Regions from separate parts of the Mus musculus genome. Here region 2 is linked to region 1. A link is a contact called in public ChIA-PET data. All regions are on one chromosome and are shown on one strand. The core of a region is the stretch at or near the end of the contact, and the rest is flanking DNA. Distances in the headings are between cores, read along the strand shown.

Region 1 (3,077 bases), core at 162-2,661:
CGTCTTCACAGAGCTCTTGCCTTACAGCCACATGGCTCTTCTCAGCTCTTCCAAAGTTGGCCAAGGCAGACAAAACTGAACTGATCAGGCAGATCGCTGAGTCCCATCCTTGCGGCTGCCCCAGTAAGGAACAATACCATGATCTCTCCAACTAATCACACAGGGCTTTCCAGCATCCACTTATACCAGATACTGTCCTCCTGGCAGGCCAGGTCTGAGTCCAGAAACCCATGATTCTATAATGCCTGCATTGGCTGCCTCCTCATGGTCAAGAATTTCTTGTAGAATTGACTCTCTTCCATTCCTCACCCAGAAGTAGAGAACAGCAAAACAGCCCAGGCCTGGGATATGAAGGTAACTAGAGGGCTAATACCACAGCCTAGATACTAGGGCCTCTGGGCTAGCCTCACCAGGATACAGTCACTGTCCTTAATGCTCCTGTGGGCAACCTTGGCCCACTGTGTCTTGGCTACCTTAGGCAGATTCAGCATGACTTATCTCTCCCTGGACAAAGAGCTCTAGGGAGACAGCAACTGTCTTCTTTCCTAGGGCACTCCAGTGCCAGCTCTTTCTAACCATTCTTCTCATTCATACAAGTGTGTAGCTTCACACATGCCTGGACCATCCATCCCCTGTGGGTGAGCCTGCGGCTCCTACAAGATAGCTGAAGAGCAGTGTTCTTCCAACCACCTAGATAAAACCCCCAGGAGTACCACTACTCCCCCAGATGAGGCTGAGGCTGCCATCCTTAGCTATCCACCCCTGAGTGTGGCTTGAAGCCTGTATGTAGTCAAGAGCACCCAGATACGTGCGTGACGCAGGCTGAAGCATGCAAGAACATATGGAGTGCTGCAAATCTGGCAAAACTAAACAAAAGCCTCTTATGGCTTCCTGATAGGAGTATGTTTCTTCTTCTTCTTAAAGAGAAATTAAAGAGATCAAAAACACATTTAAAAATAAAACAGAGAAAAACTTAAAACTTCAGGGTTCAAGTATAAATCGAAACCAAAACCAAGCTAATTCAAACATCTGGTTTCTTCTTTACAATGGTCTGCCAGGGTAATAAGCCCAAGACCCAAGGAATGGAGGGTCCCACGTGTGGCAAGATGGTCCCAGATGAGGCAAAGCTTGTCTAACTAACACCTATGATGATTAATATTAATCATCAAGCCAAAGGACCTGGAATCACCCAGGAGACAAAGCTCTGGGCACTTTTTACTTTGGGGTCGCTGAGGTGGGAAGGCTCATCCTAAATGTGGACTGGAGTGCCGGACTGAGTACAATGGAGAAAGCTGGCTGGGTACCAGAATTCCTCTCTCTCTGCTTCCTGACTGTGGGTACAAGGTGACAAACCACCTCACACTCCTGCTGCCAAGACCTTCTCTAGCCGTGAGCTAAATTAAACACTTCCTTCCTTGCTTCTGTCAGGTGTTTCGTCTCAGCAGTGAGACAAGTTAACTCCCACGGCGCCCCAGTCCACCATGGACACCTGTGCTTCCTCTGGAGCCTCTGGATGCCTCCAACCCCAAAGCAGGGGCAGGGAACAAGGCAGAGGGCTGTGGGAAGCATAGATTGCTCATGAGCTGTCTGTACAGTTACATACTGCTTGGTGGGGAGTTCAAAGAAGGGAAAAGCAATGGGATGAGAGGAGGGTTAGAATCCAGGGGAAACCTGAGACCAAAAGGATGCAATTTAGATTGAGAGCTGCACAGGTGCTTTGTACGTGAATTGTCCTTACTAAGGAGTCTGGGGAAAACCCCACAAAAACCATCTGCAGGAAGCTGATGCCCTCCCTGGAGAGCCACAGCTCTGGGGACAGTTGCTAAGTTTTGTGCCCAACCCACAGGCCACCCAGACACCTCCATGCAGGACCAAACTCAACATTTTAACTCTTCAAGAGCCTAAGGACTTCAAGGAGGCGGCCTCAGCCCTGGCCCAGCCTTACCATGTACGTGGCAATCTCATCCGGAGCGTCCCCATCGAGGTCAAACTTGAAGGTCACCATCTTATGGTTATGCGTTTCCAGCTGACACTCCACCATCTTGTCCCCCGTGTTACACACCTGCGGGAAGCCATGATCAGATTGCAGAGGAATTCATACCCACGTGCCCCCAAACAGCAGCCACTCACATTTAGGATAGTGAGCCGGGGCCGGCTGGCCCTCTCCTGCCGCGAGCGTGCACGAGTGGACCTACGGTGGTGTTTCCGGGCGGTCCTTCCCTCCAGCCTGCCCCCTCCAAAGGTGCCTTCACAGCTGTCACTCAGATCTCTTCCAGAGGTGACATCAGAACCTCCAAAGCTGAGGGAAAACCAAGAATGTTAACAGCATTATGTGGATTGCCAGAAAACCCACTCTAGTCAGTCCAGCCTTGGAGCTTTAAGTGCCTAAAGTTGTGACCTGTAGAGATAGATGATGGTACCCAGCCTTCAAGGGGAACCAAGACCTCTCTTCCTCCAGTACCCATTCAATATCACCCAGGGGCCAGGGGAAGCACTAGCTTCCCTGTGATGGGCTGGATGGTCCTGTAGGCCTTTTGCCTGTGAAACGGGTCTACATGCTTCACTTTGCCCATGGGTGCAAACAAGACCTCAGACACTCTAGGCTGTCGTGAGGACTGTAGAGTCTTACATGAGCATGGAGTCCTGCATGCACAACATCCAGTTTTCTGGGATGGTGGGATCCCAGTTACCTCTCATACCCACTCCAATAAGACCAGCACTGCCACCCCGGATCACAGGAGGAGAGACCTGAACATCTGGGCCTAGGCATACCATAGAGTACTGAGGCTCTGCCCATTATCTTCCCTTTGTGGAATGTCCTCACCACAAGGACTAATGCCAGGACCCACAGCTCAGCAGGGACCAACAACAACCAGACCTTAACCTGGACTGACAAGATCTAGTACCAGGACCCATAGCCTAGCAGGCAGAGGCTGACAGCAACCAGGATTCATCCTGGATTGACAACGACCAGAAAGACAGTCCCTGAGCTACTCTGGGTCAGATTTGGAAAAGGGGGGGGGGCGTGATATCTGTTAAAAATCCTATAGTGTCCTGGCAAACTAGGGCAGGATCTG
Region 2 (2,766 bases), core at 111-2,610, 120 kb after region 1:
GTTTTTGGGACAGCGTTTCTCTATGTAGCTCTGGCTGTTCTGGAACTTGCTCTGTAGACCAGGCTGGCCTCGAACTCAGACATACACCTGTCTCTGCCTCCAAGTGCTGGGATTAAAGGCTTGTGCCACCACCTCTACCACCAGGCTGGCTCCATTTCTTATTTCTAATCCTCTTCCTTCTGGATGTGAGACAGGGGACAGAGGGTCCGCAGGTTCACTTGGCCTTTAGCAAACTCCAGCCTTATGCTAAGACACAAGCTGGCAAGAAGGGTCATAAAGAGAAGGTGAACCACTCCATCAAGGAACGGTAGTTCTGAGCCCCAGCTTGTAATCTCCCTAAGAGTCTCATCGTCCTTATTCCTTCTGAGACTCTAGGAGATACCAGGAGAGGAGTGTGGCACCCCTGAGGCCAGGCAAAGCATGGGGCCTGAGAGTGAGGCCAGGGTGGGAAGGAAGAAGGCACAGCAACTGGCTTTTACTCCTGCATCTAGTGTGTCTCCTCGGACGACAGCACCCCATCACACTCCATCTAGCTTCCTAGGCCAGGAAAAGACATGGTACTGGGGCACAAAGGTCCATTGGGCCACGAACTGCAGTAGCCAACCAACACGTCATACCCTTGGAGTATAGATGTCAGGGCTATGATGTCAGCTTCTTCTGGACACTAAAGCTGTTGTGCTTCCCTCTGGTCCCTGGTCTCTCTTGGAGGGTGGTGTGGGAGGCAGGAGAGTCCCGGAGAGCGGAATGCCAGCCTTCTCCACCAGTGCCAGCCACACGCAGGCTCTGCACAGTGGGGTGCTGGCTGCAAGCTAGACCCAGAGCAAGAGGCTCTCCCTCATATGTTCTATTCTCCAGGCAGAACAGCTGAGGGCTCTAAAGTGGAAACCTGGAGTAACCGTTGACACCCTTTTCCTGTGTTGAGTTACCCTGAAGGGACTTACAGCCTCAGGGCGTGTCCTCCCCAAGGAAAAAACCTCAGCACGGGGCAGCATGTGCCTCGCCCTTGGCCTCACTTTTAAACAGATCAAGTGCTTATGTTCAAAGTTCAGAGGGGGGCCCGTTTGATCAACAACTTTGAGACAGGGTCCCTGGGGACCCCCGATGTCATCGCGAGGACAGGCGCTGGGCTGCTTGCCCTAGCCATCGTGAAGGAGCCTGAGAATTGGGGACATCAAGGCCGCTGGAGAAGTGCTATCCTGCTCAGGCGCGATTCCAGCAGCTGGCGTCTAGGCCCCGGCCCGCCCCGGGTGGAGGCGGAGTCCGGGGGCGGCCGCGCGCGGGGGGCGTGTCGGGGGCGGGCCGGGGGCGGGCCGGGGGCGGGCGCACAGCCGTAGCCCGTGGCGGAGGCGCGGGTGCGCTCAGGCCGTGTGCTGGGCGGCCCGGGCGGCCGCACCATGGAGTCGGGCACTGAGGAGTATGAGCTCAACGGCGACCTGCGCCCGGGCTCCCCCGGTTCCCCCGACGCCTTGGTAAGCTCTCAGCACCTCCTGCCCCGGCTGCTGTGTGACCTTGGCCGGCGCCGCCCTCTCTGGGCCCGGCACGTCAGCGGGCACCTGTGGGCGTCTGGCCCGGTTTCGCGCGGCGTCCGCACTGCGGGGGGTGGTGGTGGCCGCTGCTTCCGGGCAAAGTCGTGCTTGACCTGTCTCTAGCGCAAGTGGTGGCCCACGGGTCTGGGGCCAGCACAGCAGGTAGGCAGAGGCGCCGGGCGGTCTAGCTTGCTGCCGTCGCCCCGCTGTGCAGAGCCCGCGTCTGGCTGGCACCACTCCTCGGGTGGAGAAGGCTGGCATTCCGCTCTCCGGGACTCTCCTGCCTCCCACACCATCCTCCAACTTCCAACGCCTCCGGGCTGTCTCCTGCGTGCCTTGGGGTGGGCGGGAGAAGAGTCACCGCCTCCTGGTTGGAAGCTAGCATCAGGCAGACAGCTACGTCACCACACGGTGACCACACGGTCGTCTGCAGCAGTGATAAGGGGGAAACCCGTGGCTGTGTCTCTGCTGCTGTCACCTGCCTATGAAAAACAGAACGCCACCCTCTCGATCGTCAGGGTGCTAGTTCTAGGACTGTAAGGACCTGCCTCGAGTTTGCTCTGCCTAGCCTGCTAAGGCCACAGCGATGGTCGGATGCCTGTGTCGAGGGACCATCTTTCCTGACCCCTCACCTCATAGTCTACCTCCGGGGCAGGGCCTGAGCATGCCAGGGCCGAGCCTTCACTTGTACCACCCCGCATGGCCCTCTGTCCCTCGGTGACATGTTGACTTTGGACATTCCTTCTATTTCCGACCCCCCCCCCCAGGGATGGGGTGGAGTGGGGTGGGGAATTGCACCAGGCTGGGATTTTCCACAAGTCTTTGCGGTGCAAAATAAACCAGAACAGAGACTTTCTGCCCAGGTCCATATAGTGGAAACAGGGAACACCAACGTCTCCTGGGACTACTTCAGGTGTGCCAGCTGAGACTTGGGCTCTGCCAAAATGTGTGAACACTCCGGAAGCAGTGGGCCAGGGACACCCCGGGCTGAGTTCCTTTAGGGAGCCCATCAACTGTCTGGGCCTTTTGTATGTGGGTCTACAATAAAGAACCAGTGATCTCTAGGCCTTTAAGGACAAGGGATGCAAATCAGGAACAGGTGGGCCCGTGGTTCAGCTGCGGATTTGAAGGGAAACTGGCTGTCTCTGAGCAGCAGCCTCCCCCTTCAGCTCTGCAGACAGCTGGATCAGCTGTGCCTCCCAAGAGAATTCTGAGCACAGACACAGGAGAGATTGGGTTG

The links. ChIA-PET counts read pairs in DNA pulled down with a chosen protein or histone mark.
Region 2: a contact with region 1 is called in an RNA polymerase II ChIA-PET map of memory CD8 T cells, with 44 read pairs. The contact joins the promoter of Ninj1 here to the enhancer-like site in region 1. A contact is called at or near these places in 2 of 39 promoter capture datasets (the 3T3-L1 cell line and hippocampal neurons), 9 of 484 Hi-C or Micro-C datasets (the C2C12 cell line, the G1E-ER4 cell line, LSK cells and 6 more), 2 of 115 datasets of contacts at active chromatin or transcription factors (effector CD8 T cells and memory CD8 T cells) and 3 of 9 other capture datasets (adipose tissue, liver and pancreatic islet).

Annotation. Positions count from the first base shown.
Region 1 is chr13:49,068,825-49,071,901 of GRCm38.p6, forward strand. Wnk2 (WNK lysine deficient protein kinase 2) reads right to left here. Exons shown (of 30, transcript NM_001290313.1): 15 at 2,131-2,299; 16 at 1,946-2,062. Among named protein-coding and RNA genes, the nearest start is that of Wnk2, 78 kb to the right of the region's middle. Within about 2 kb of position 1,412, at least 14 of the 459 cell types and tissues checked have an H3K27ac peak or open chromatin away from gene starts, as enhancers often do. A contact at or near this core is called in memory CD8 T cells, where this site is marked.
Region 2 is chr13:49,186,169-49,188,934 of GRCm38.p6, forward strand. It overlaps Ninj1 (ninjurin 1), which reads left to right and starts at 1,361. Exons shown (of 4, transcript NM_013610.3): 1 at 1,361-1,469. The coding sequence starts at 1,395.